2 separate regions of the Arachis hypogaea genome follow, and region 1 is linked to region 2. Evidence: chromatin contacts called from public Hi-C data. All regions are on one chromosome and are shown on one strand. The core of a region is the stretch at or near the end of the contact, and the rest is flanking DNA. Distances in the headings are between cores, read along the strand shown. Region 1 overlaps LOC112755041. Region 2 has its middle 6.7 kb from the start of LOC112759102.

Region 1 (5,755 bases), core at 3,062-5,561, 270 kb after region 2:
GCTCGAGCTGGCTCATGAGTTGGCTTGACTCACTTCCAGCCCTAGGCCCTACCCTTCTTCACTTTAATGAAGAAAGGAAACAATTTTCAATGGACAGAAGAATACGAGGAAGCTTTTTTACACTTTAAAAGAATCTTATCGGAACCACCGGTGCTACTGAAACCAGAGTCGGGGAGTGCCTTTGTTCCTGTACCTAGCAATCTCCGATGAGGCCATGGCGGCGGCCCTCATCTGAGAAGAGGATATGCAGTAGTTTATGATATATTTCATCAGCAAAGTGTTTCAAAATGCCGAGATACGGTATTCACAACCGGAGAAATTACACTTTTCTTTACTCATCTCTTCGAGACGGCAAAGGCAATACTTTTAGAGCCATCAAACCGTGGTCCGCACAGATCAACCCATCAGGCAAGTGCTACAAAAACACGACCTGGTAGTAGAATGATGACTGGTCTGTAGAGCTATCACAATTTGATATTGCATACCAGCCAAGGCATGCCATGAAAGCTCAAGTCATGGCAGACTTTCTGACCGAGATGGCCAACCATGACCCACCGACTCAATGATGGAAACTCCATGTGGATGGAGCTTCCAACTAAACTTTAGGTAGCGCAGGGTAATCCTAGAAAACTCAGATGAACTCTTATATGAGCAATCTATCAAATACGAGTTCCCGGTATCGAACAATCTGACAGAATATGAAGCTGTCATAGCGGAGCTCACCCTGGCCAAAGAACTTAGGGTCAAGAATTTAGTGGTCAAGAGCGACTTCCAAGTCGTGACATCACAAATCAACGGCACATACTAGGCCCAAGATCCCCTGCTCCAGAAGTATATGGAAAAGGCTAAGGAGTTGTGAACAAATTTTGACAGTATGATAATCTAGCATGTTCCCCGGGAAAGAAACACCAGGGCAGACTTACTGTCGAAGTTGGATAGCACCAACTCCTCGGGAGGCAACCACTCCCTTGTCTACGAGGCAATCAAATGTCCATCGGTGGTCCTGGTCATAGACCTTCAAGAAACCCCTGAATGGACAACCATGATCAGGCGACACTTGGAGGAAGGCGAGCTCTCCGATAACCTTGTGGAACAAAAACGAATAAAGAGGGAAGCCACCAAATACACTATAATCCAGAAAACTTTGTATCGAAAAAGAACCTCTCAACCACTTCTGTAGTGCCTTCACTCCAACCAAACGGACTACGTTTTAAGGAAAGTTCATGAGGGATGTTGTGGCCATTACATGGGAGGAAAAATTTTGGCCCAAAAAATACTAAGAGTCGATTACTTCTGAGTTCTGGCTGACATAATCCACGACTCAATGCAGCTCGTCATGGCATGTGTCAAATGTAATGAGAATGACAATTTTCACATTATCCATGCGAAGGAGTTATCTCCCAACACGACTTCTCGACCATTTCCGATATGGGGAGTCGACCTCATGGGCCCATTTTCTATGGTCCCTAGACAGCTCAAGTACCTGATAGTAGCCATTGACTACTTCACCAAGTGGAACGAGGTCGAGGTTTTGGCCACCATGATGGTAGCCCAGTGTAAAAAATTCTTTTGGAGACAGATAATTAACCAGTTTGTCTATTAAATATTATAACCTTTAGTATACATAAAAATTGGATATATTTAGAGAAAATTTTTAGTTTAAATTAAGATAATTTTCTAACTATCTTTTTTGTTCTTTTAGTATTAAATATTATTTACTAATGTAATGAAAAATAAAAATAACAATAATCACTCACATAAATTAAATAGATCATCCTAATATATACATGACACTATATATATCAAGAATTATTATATATGATAAATAGTTTATTTTTATTTTTTGTAATGATCATATAGGTAATTCCATGTATACATCAACTAATCTTTATAACACATAATCTATTGTATAAATTTTTTTCTCTTAATATATGTAAATTAATGAATTTAAGAAGATATAAGATGTTATGTATATTATTTAAGATACTAAGCAACTTAAGCCATCATTTAAGACAATAAATATAATAGTGTAAATATCTACTTACTTATTACTATTCAAAAAATATATAAATAGTATAAACTAATATTTTTTGGTAGAAAAATAATAATAAAAATTATTAATTAAGTTAATTATATAATAAAAAATGGTAAATAATTTTTTAAATGATAATAATAAATGAGATCACTATTCTCACATACTACAAAGTTTATAAAAAATTTTATAATAAACCAACCCTCAATAAATTATATTAACCATGTCAAAAAAATAAATTATACATTAGATATTGTTTACATAATAATATAATATATATTATTGATCATTAAGTGCTAAATATTTTGTACCAAACTTTTTTTTTGTTATTTAAATTTGAATAAGAAAATAAAAAGTTATTTTAAATTTTATCTCACTGACTAGAATTAATTTTAAAATAAAAATTATTTTATACATCATATTATTAAATATGTGGTCATTTGCTTTTCTTTAACAGCAATTATTGTCAAGATAAAATAGTGTAAAAAATTTAAAAAAATATTTACTAATTAAGGGATAATAATTTATTTTTCAAACAATAAATTATTTATTGAATAACAAAAGTTGTTATGGTTTTTCTTCACACAAACTAATACTCAATGATGATATTCCGATAATATTACCAAGGAATATTAATCAATTTAATAGCTTTTATAATGGCTTAAGTCTATAAGTTTGAAAACATAGAAACCATGTCATAAAACGTGAAATTTTAATAGATAACATTAATCACATTGTTTTGATTTCAAGAATGAGTATGATACCAATAAATAAATCTGTTTCAGATAAATTTTAACAAAGATAAGTTTCCATAAATATTGCTATCAATGAGAAATTGTTCTACTTTAAAGATAAATACTATTTTTTTTTACGGTATTTTCTAACTATGCAAGCCAAGAATTCACCACGGATTGAAGTTTCATTTATTAAAGGTCTACTCAATGAATTGCTACACACACAAAGTGATATTTAAATCCATAATACTTACTTAAACAAACGAATGAGATAACTACTCAACTAATTCAAATTAGTTAAAGGCAAATACTAATTGTTTTTAATGTTTTTAACATTAAAAATTATTGAACTCTAATTTTAATTATAATTTTATAAAATATTTTTTACATAAAAAACTTCATATATTTTTATGTATTATCTCATACATGATATATATTAGTAATAATAAAAATGAGTGGAATTCGTTAGTAGATCAGAGAGAGACGTGGTGAACGAACAAAAATGTAGTAGCAGCCCATCAAGACTTGGAATTGTACGGTTTTTACAATACAGAACATCAACTTGAACAAGAGAAAAACATCAACTAAAAAACTCGCACTCCTCAGGGGTGGCTCAGTACAAGTTTCACTGAAATAATTACAAATTGATGCTGAAAGCTCAGCATTGTTTTTCAAAATTCTGGCATTAGGCATAGTGAAGCAGACGATTTCTGTTATCTTTCTACTCGTTACAATTACTCATCAACTAAGTAAATACTCGTTGAACTTATTAAAAAAGATTTGAAAATAAGAAAGCTTATCTTGGCAATACAAAATAGTTAAGCAATAGTTTGAAAATGTATCATTAATCAGCAGTATCATTAACAACTATGTCCAATGAAAACACTGAAACTCCCAAATCTTGATTCTTGAGGGAGTACTTCTGGTTTTTGGAAGGTTCTATTTTCTAGTGAGGATTGGGCTTAGACTTCTGACCATAACCCCACAAGCTACGTGTAAACTCATTTAGCTAAAATATTTACTTGGATAGTTGGAATTCAAGATATCCAGTAAGTATTTGTGATAATAAAGCAACTCTACAGATTGCTTCAAACCTATTTGGTGATTGATGAAAGAATAAAACACAATTAGCTAACACTTCAGACAGTCAACTAATGTAATCCCAGCAGCTAAATTTAACACAATAACAGGTCAGTTGCCTTATCAAAAACAAACTGTAGCTTTACTTAATAATGGAATGAGTTGAGCCAAATGTCATACTATATATGAACACATTTTTTTTTTTTTTGGTTAACATATAAACACGTTTAACCTCATCACAATCCATGGACAGTTTTCATGCACTTATATCGATTATTGGTGGGTAATGAGTCACTACAATTCCCATTTTAATGTTTGATTCCAGCCCATAAAATAATTCAGAGTTAGCAAAGTTCCATGAAGCATTTTTCAACATCCACCAACTTCTCATCACATCACAACTGCCTTAAATTAGGCGCCGAGGCTTGGAACCATTGGCAGAATCTGCTGCCTCACAAGGAGCTACACAAGGGTTCGAATCCTGAGTGAGCTCAGGAAGTTATAGAACCCATAGTAATAGTGAGGGGTGTGTGTGTGTTGCGTAAAAGACCAAGAAAAAACTGCCTTAAATTAGGCCAGCAATTGAAAATGGTTAACCCATTGAATTATTGAAATGGTCAATTATTTACAAGAGAAAAGAGGGTTAGTGCCAATTTTCCCCTTTTTCAAAGGACATGATTCATGTAAAGACATGTAACTATGTACATACAAGTGGGTCAACAAGAAGCAACAAGCTTTTTGAGAGGGTAAACTATAATTTTTCAGTTGATGTCAAAATATCTTGGATCTTCAGGAAAATGGTATTCCACGTTTAACTGCCAAATGAACCGCAACAAACTGTTAGACTAAGGGCAAACCCAAAATAAATGCACCTATAGTACATATTATTAGACTCATATAGAATAAGAACACAAATCAACCACATCAGACAAACATTAGCCAATAGATCAGCTACCTTACTCATTCTACCTGGGAGAAACCAGAGCTTACATGTAACAATTTGTTCAATATCTATTATATATTACTAATTTTACAATCAAAATGTATCACACGTCACTCTCTCATTACAATTGAAATCAAATCTTCTCCCCAAAATTAAAGAGTTTTCCCCTCCTCTCTCTCTCTCTCCCTTTCTCTATTTCTCTCATTCCTTTACCAACTCTATCTCTCTTATATATCATTATCAATGACTAATTACGAATTTGACAATCAAAATGTACATGACATTCTCTAATTGCATTCAAATTAAATTAAAATTGAAATATAGCTATATTATATATTATATTTATATATTCTTAACTGATTTAATAACTAAAATGTGTCACATAACACTCTCTTATTAAAATTTAGAGAAAATACCTCCTTCTTACACTCTCTTATCTACGTCTCTTTTTTTTTTCTATTTCTCTCTATCCTTCTCACTCTATATATAATTTATAATTTATATTTTATATTAGTAATTTGACAAATCAAAATGTGGCACCAGATATTTTTTTATTATAATTAAAATAAAATTTTTCCTTAGCTTCCAAAATTAACAAACTCACTCTCTCATTCTTCTCCTTTATCTTTCTCTTTTCTCTCATTCTCTATTTTTCTCTACTTTTCTATTCTACAAAAATTAAAATTAACAATATAATATAATTGAAATAAAAAATATTATTATACACATTTTTTTATTTACTTTTAAATTTTTACTGCTTATCTTTCTAATCTATATTTTCACTTCTTTTCTTTCAAATATTTATTACATATAATTTAGAGAAAATACTAATGTTGTGACTAAAAGTTAGAATCAAGATTTAATTATTTTAAAAAATAAATAAATTTGAGTTAATTTTATAACTATCAATATAAATCTTTTTATGCTAATATATATAATATTATTTTTAAATAACAAGCATAAAAA
Region 2 (5,395 bases), core at 1,953-4,452:
TTGTTTGATTTGGAAAAGAAAGTTTTTCTTGTATCTCGTGATGTCCATTTCATTGAAGGTGTGTTTCCCTTTCGTGAAGCCCAAAGAGCAAACTCACGAGTTGACCAAATTGAGCCCCCAATGCTAGAGCATGTTTTTGAAGAGGACACTCCAATTAGGTCAATTTTCACTTCCCCCACAGTTGAGCCCATTCCTCCAAATCAAAATGAGACTCTAGAATATTCACCCACTGCACCTGACATCCAAGACAGGGGGGACATGAGCTCCGAGATGACCCATATAAGGACGTCGTCATCCCCTCCAAAATCAGCACCGAAGAAACAGTGCCTATCTCCGATTTGCCACCAACCGCAACCGAAGCCCCCTTGGCCATGGACACCGTGTGAAAATTCCCTCTATCAAGCTGCGCGACTTTGTCACCACCGCCACTGTCCAAAAGAGCTCCTCCGTCCAGAATCCGACTTCATCAACTTCCTCATGTGTGTCCTATCCTATACAAAACTTTGTGAATTGTAACAATTTCTCTGACCAACACCGCATTTTTCTTGCTTCATTACAAGCCGAGCAAGAACCTCGGTCCTTCTCCCAAGCTGTCACAGATTCGCGATGGCGAGATGCCATGCCCAAAGAAATTCAAGCACTGGAAGTTAACAACACGTGGAAACTCACACCTCTTCCTCCAGGAATGAAAGCTTATGGTTGTAAGTGGGTTTATCGAATTAAATACAATTCTGATGGGTCAGTCGAGCGATTCAAAGCACGGTTGGTCATCTTAGAAAATCAACAAGTGGAAGGACTAGATTACAATGAAACGTTCTCTCCGGTGGCAAAGATGTTGACCATTTGAACAACTCTTGCCGTTGCAGCAGCCCGGATTGGGAACTTCACCAAATGGATGTCCATAACGCCTTTCTGCATGGCGACCTTGATGAAGATGTGTACATGAAGCTCCCACCCGGGTTCCAAGTGTCTCAGCCAAGCTTAGTGCGTAAACTTCAAAAATCCATCTATGGCTTGCGACAAGCTCTGCATTGTTGGTTTGCAAAATTATCCTCTGCCCTTACTCGATTTGGTTTCCAGCAGTCACAAAAAGACCATTCCTTGTTTAGTCTCTGTAAAAATGATGTCCACCTGGTTGTTTTGGTGTATGTTGATGACCTTGTGATTGCAGGAAATAATGGTGATGCAATTAACAAATTCAAACAGTACTTGCACAAGTGCTTTCACATGAAAGACTTAGGGCGCCTGAAATATTTTTTGGGGGTTGAAGTTGCCCGATCTTCCAAGGAAATTTTTTTGTGCCAGCGAAAATACGCCTTGGACATCATCACTGAAGCAGGTTTGCTGGCTGCTAAGCTCGCAGCTACTCCGTGTGAGGAAAATCACCGGTTGGCATCCGCTGCTGGCCTTGTTCTCTCTTATCCTAGCATGTATCGCCGCTTCGTTGGAAGACTCATATATTTGTGCTTCACCAGACCTGACCTCGCCTATAATGTTCATGTTTTGTCCCAGTTTATACAGAACCCACATACTGAACATTGGCACGCCGCTTTACGGGTTGTTTGGTATCTAAAGGCACATCCGGGGCAGGGCATACTTCTACCTAAAGAAAATGATTTGCAACGCTTTGGCTGGTGTGATTCTGATTGGGCTGGCTGTCCGCTAACACGCCGGTCTCTTACAGGGTGGTTCATTCAATTCGGTACCGCCCCTATCTCGTGGAAAACACAGAAACAACAAACGGTCTCCGCCTCTTCTGCTGAAGCTGAGTACCGCTCAATGGCCAAGACAACCAGGGAATTAATATGGATAAAGGATATACTATCCTCGCTGCACGTATCGCAGCCTGCTCCCATTCGCTTGCACTGCGATAGTCAAGCGGCGCTTCACATTGCTAAAAATCCAGTCTTCCACGAACGTACCAAATACATCGAAGTCGACTGTCATTTTGTCCGGAATGAAATCATACACAATCGACTATTACCTTCTTATGTTCCTACTCATCTCCAACTAGCTGATATTTTCACCAAGGCTCTCGGGACGAAACAGTTTGGGAAGCTCTTAGTCAAGTTGAGCATTCAAAATTTATACGCGCCAACTTGAGAGGGGGTAACAACGGTCAACATAAGTTATATATAGAAATGTCAATTAAAAAATTTGGTTATTTATGTATATAGCAATCTGTCATATATATTTTTGGTAGGAATAAATTAGGATAACAAATCAAGCTGCTATATTAGGAAAAAATTTGCTGTGATTTGTTGATTAGAGTATATATATATAGAAAGTTTGTATCAAAAACAAAAAGGACAATTACCATTTCTTATTATTATCTTTTTTCTTTTTCTGGTCAAAAGGTGATATCTATCTAGGCAAAGTATTTCATGGAACTCTTATAAAAAGTTCTATCAAATTGAGTTAACTAAAATATTTATAAATTAGGAACAAAACTCTTAAAAATTTATTAACCACCCTTTTAACCCTTCTTTTTAATGGTTGTAATTCTCACCATACTCTATTTTATCCACATTTTTCACAATTTAAAAATTAGGCTCAAGTTTACTCAGCTATGAATATTAATTTATTGATCAGATCCACAATAATTATGTCACAGTAGTAATAACTTTGAACTAAAAAGCAATCCTTTTATAGTAACCTTTGTTGATTTTGTTTTATAATGATGACTAAAATCATCTTTCGAACCTTGAATCTGTCCGAAGACCCATTTTGGTCGCCATAGTATTCTCACCGGCAAGAAAATCTTCCTAACTGAAACAAAAGACCACCAATGAAATTCTGAGGAAGAAGTTTCAAGTTTTAACTGAGTTGCAGCCTAATGAACATTAACAATTTTTTGTTATCTTTCTCTTCTTATTTCCGTTATTAAATAATGAGAACACACTAATCTTAATGACTTAGTGCAAAGGATAATATTCTTCTGAGTTAAAAAGATTTTTTTTTTTTTCGCTTAACCTCAACCATGAAGAAGAGGCTGATAAAAAATCGTTAAGCATTTTATTTCCGATCTATAAATATAGAAAAGTGAGATAGGACAAATTTTAAATATTTTAAACAGATTCATTTGATAAAACTTTTTGTGAGTTTCATGAAATACTTTGCCATCTATCTAAAGCATCGAATATGGCCGTTCACACTCTCTCTTGGGCTTCTTTTGTGTTACGATGTACAGCACACTACCAACGTTTTTGTTATTGATTTTAATTTGGATAGACACTGCATTTTGCTTTTGCTTTTGCTTCTAGCTTCCCCATTTCAAGTTGAGTATTATATATAAAAAAAGACCCATCTCCAAGTCATTTTTTTTTCTTGGGTATGTGTGTGAGGCTCCCGCATACTTATCAAAACCAAGCCAATAAAAAATTCCATCAAGATAACACCAAAAAAAAAAAATTTTTCGATCAACACAATAGGATTATTGTTTAATCTGTAAGTTACTAGCTAGTTGAACACTTGAACCACTTTAAGTTTTAATTATATAAATTAGATATAAAATTTTAGCATGTAGCCATAGTATTTTTGCATTTTTTTTCCATACACACTTTTATCTATTATATATATATATATATAAATATATATATTACTAATTTTATAATTAAAATATATTATATGCAGTGACGGATCCAGAAAATTTTGATAGTGGAGACAAAATATATATAACATAATAATAATAATTTAAGTTTAGCTAATATGTGTCTTAAAAACACATGACAAACTTATTATTAGTAGAATATTTTAAATTTTTTCATTTGATAACTGTAAAATAAATACATTAAAAACTTAAATTTTTTGTATTTTCAATAAAAATATTCTCAATTTGTAATCTTATAATATGTGCCTTTAGGACACAAGATAAATAAACTCTAATAATTTTTATAATAAAATATTATATTGCATAAAAATCAGCTATAAAATTATTCATTAACCATTATGTATTTGTGTATAAATATATTTATTGTTTAATTCATTTTCAATATATATATTTTGTATTTCAATATGTATTCTGTACAAATAGTTACTTTTTATGTATATATAGCATAATTATTGTTATAATTATATTTTATTATTATAAAATATTAAAATAATAATATATATTTTATAATTCTATTTTTTAGGTTTCATATTTTTTAAAAAACTGAATAATTTTTTTAACAATACAGTCGAAATGCCTCTTTTATATATATATATATATATATTACCAAACAGTTATTAGAAATTCACTTCTCATACAATTAAAAGTCAACTCTCACTGATATCTATAGTTGAAAATTTTTTTTTCAATTAATGTAGTTGCTAGTTGCTACAAAAAAAAATTAAAATTAATTTAAAAAAAATAAATAATATCTTTTGAGTTTATTTCTAAGAAAGAACATCAATCTTATTTAAATTGAGAATTGATTATTCTAATAAACATCTAATATAAAATTTTTAAATTGACTATTAAGTACTAAAAGTTGAATAAAAAATTATTGTGGAGTTAAATTTAATAATTTAATGGGAGCAAATAAATATTATTATCATATACTACTTAAAAAATTTTTAAATTGTGCCCCACTACACAATATATAAATCCGTCCCTGATTATACGTTACTTTTTTATTGTAATTAAAATCTATTAAAAACCTATTTTTTATATTTGTCTCATTATTCCTAAAAATATGGTGATGGTAAAAATATTCTTTTGCTGGTGTGAGTGCCTATTCTCATATTTAGTAGCTTCAAAGTATACTTTCTATAGATGAGAGAGAACGCTTTTTTAAACGGTTTAGTTTTTGGCCACCACTCAAATAAAGATCACAAAAACAACTTTCTTTTAAAGACACCTACATGATAAAACTTAAACCATACATTATAAAGCCACACTTTTTATTACAAAACACTTAAAACCATAGCTTTTTATAAGAAAAGCGTCACCTAATGGAAAAAAGTAAATTAGAAGATTTAAGAGAAGAAATAATTAAATTATCAAAATTAATAGATCAAAAACTAATGATTTTAACTAATGTTAATTGTAATGACACTGAATTCTTAAAATCAATACAAAATGATTTTTCTCAAAATCTTTATTTTACTATAAGTTTTATTGAAGGGCTTCAAAAACCTGAAAAAACTTATATTTCACACGGAATTTCTAAAAAATGTTACCATGGAAATGATTCCCCACATCTTTATCATACTTTTAACCCATAATTAAATTCTATAGTAGATATGCTTGAAGAAATATTAGTATCCATAAAATTTCAAAGAAATAAGGAAAAAGAGAATCCCAAAGAAGAAAATTTTCAAAATATAATCAACATAACAGAATTAAAAGTAAAACCACCATTGAAATTATAAATATTGAAGAAAAATTAGAAGAAGTTACAATGCTTTTTAA

Evidence for each region. A called contact is a pair of places that touch in the nucleus more often than the background predicts.
Region 1: a Hi-C map of leaf shows a contact between it and region 2, with 2.0 times the contacts expected there. The contact joins two enhancer-like sites. A contact is called at or near these places in 2 of 8 Hi-C or Micro-C datasets (both in leaf).

The regions. Positions count from the first base shown.
Region 1 is chr16:131,643,315-131,649,069 of arahy.Tifrunner.gnm2.J5K5, forward strand. LOC112755041 reads right to left here. Exons shown (of 7, transcript XM_025802922.3): 7 at 4,429-4,661. The coding sequence ends at 4,608. Among protein-coding and RNA genes, the nearest start is that of LOC112755041, 12 kb to the right of the region's middle. Within about 2 kb of position 4,312, at least 1 of the 3 cell types and tissues checked has open chromatin away from gene starts, as enhancers often do.
Region 2 is chr16:131,377,074-131,382,468 of arahy.Tifrunner.gnm2.J5K5, forward strand. No RefSeq gene overlaps it. Among protein-coding and RNA genes, the nearest start is that of LOC112759102, 6.7 kb to the left of the region's middle. Within about 2 kb of position 3,203, at least 3 of the 3 cell types and tissues checked have open chromatin away from gene starts, as enhancers often do.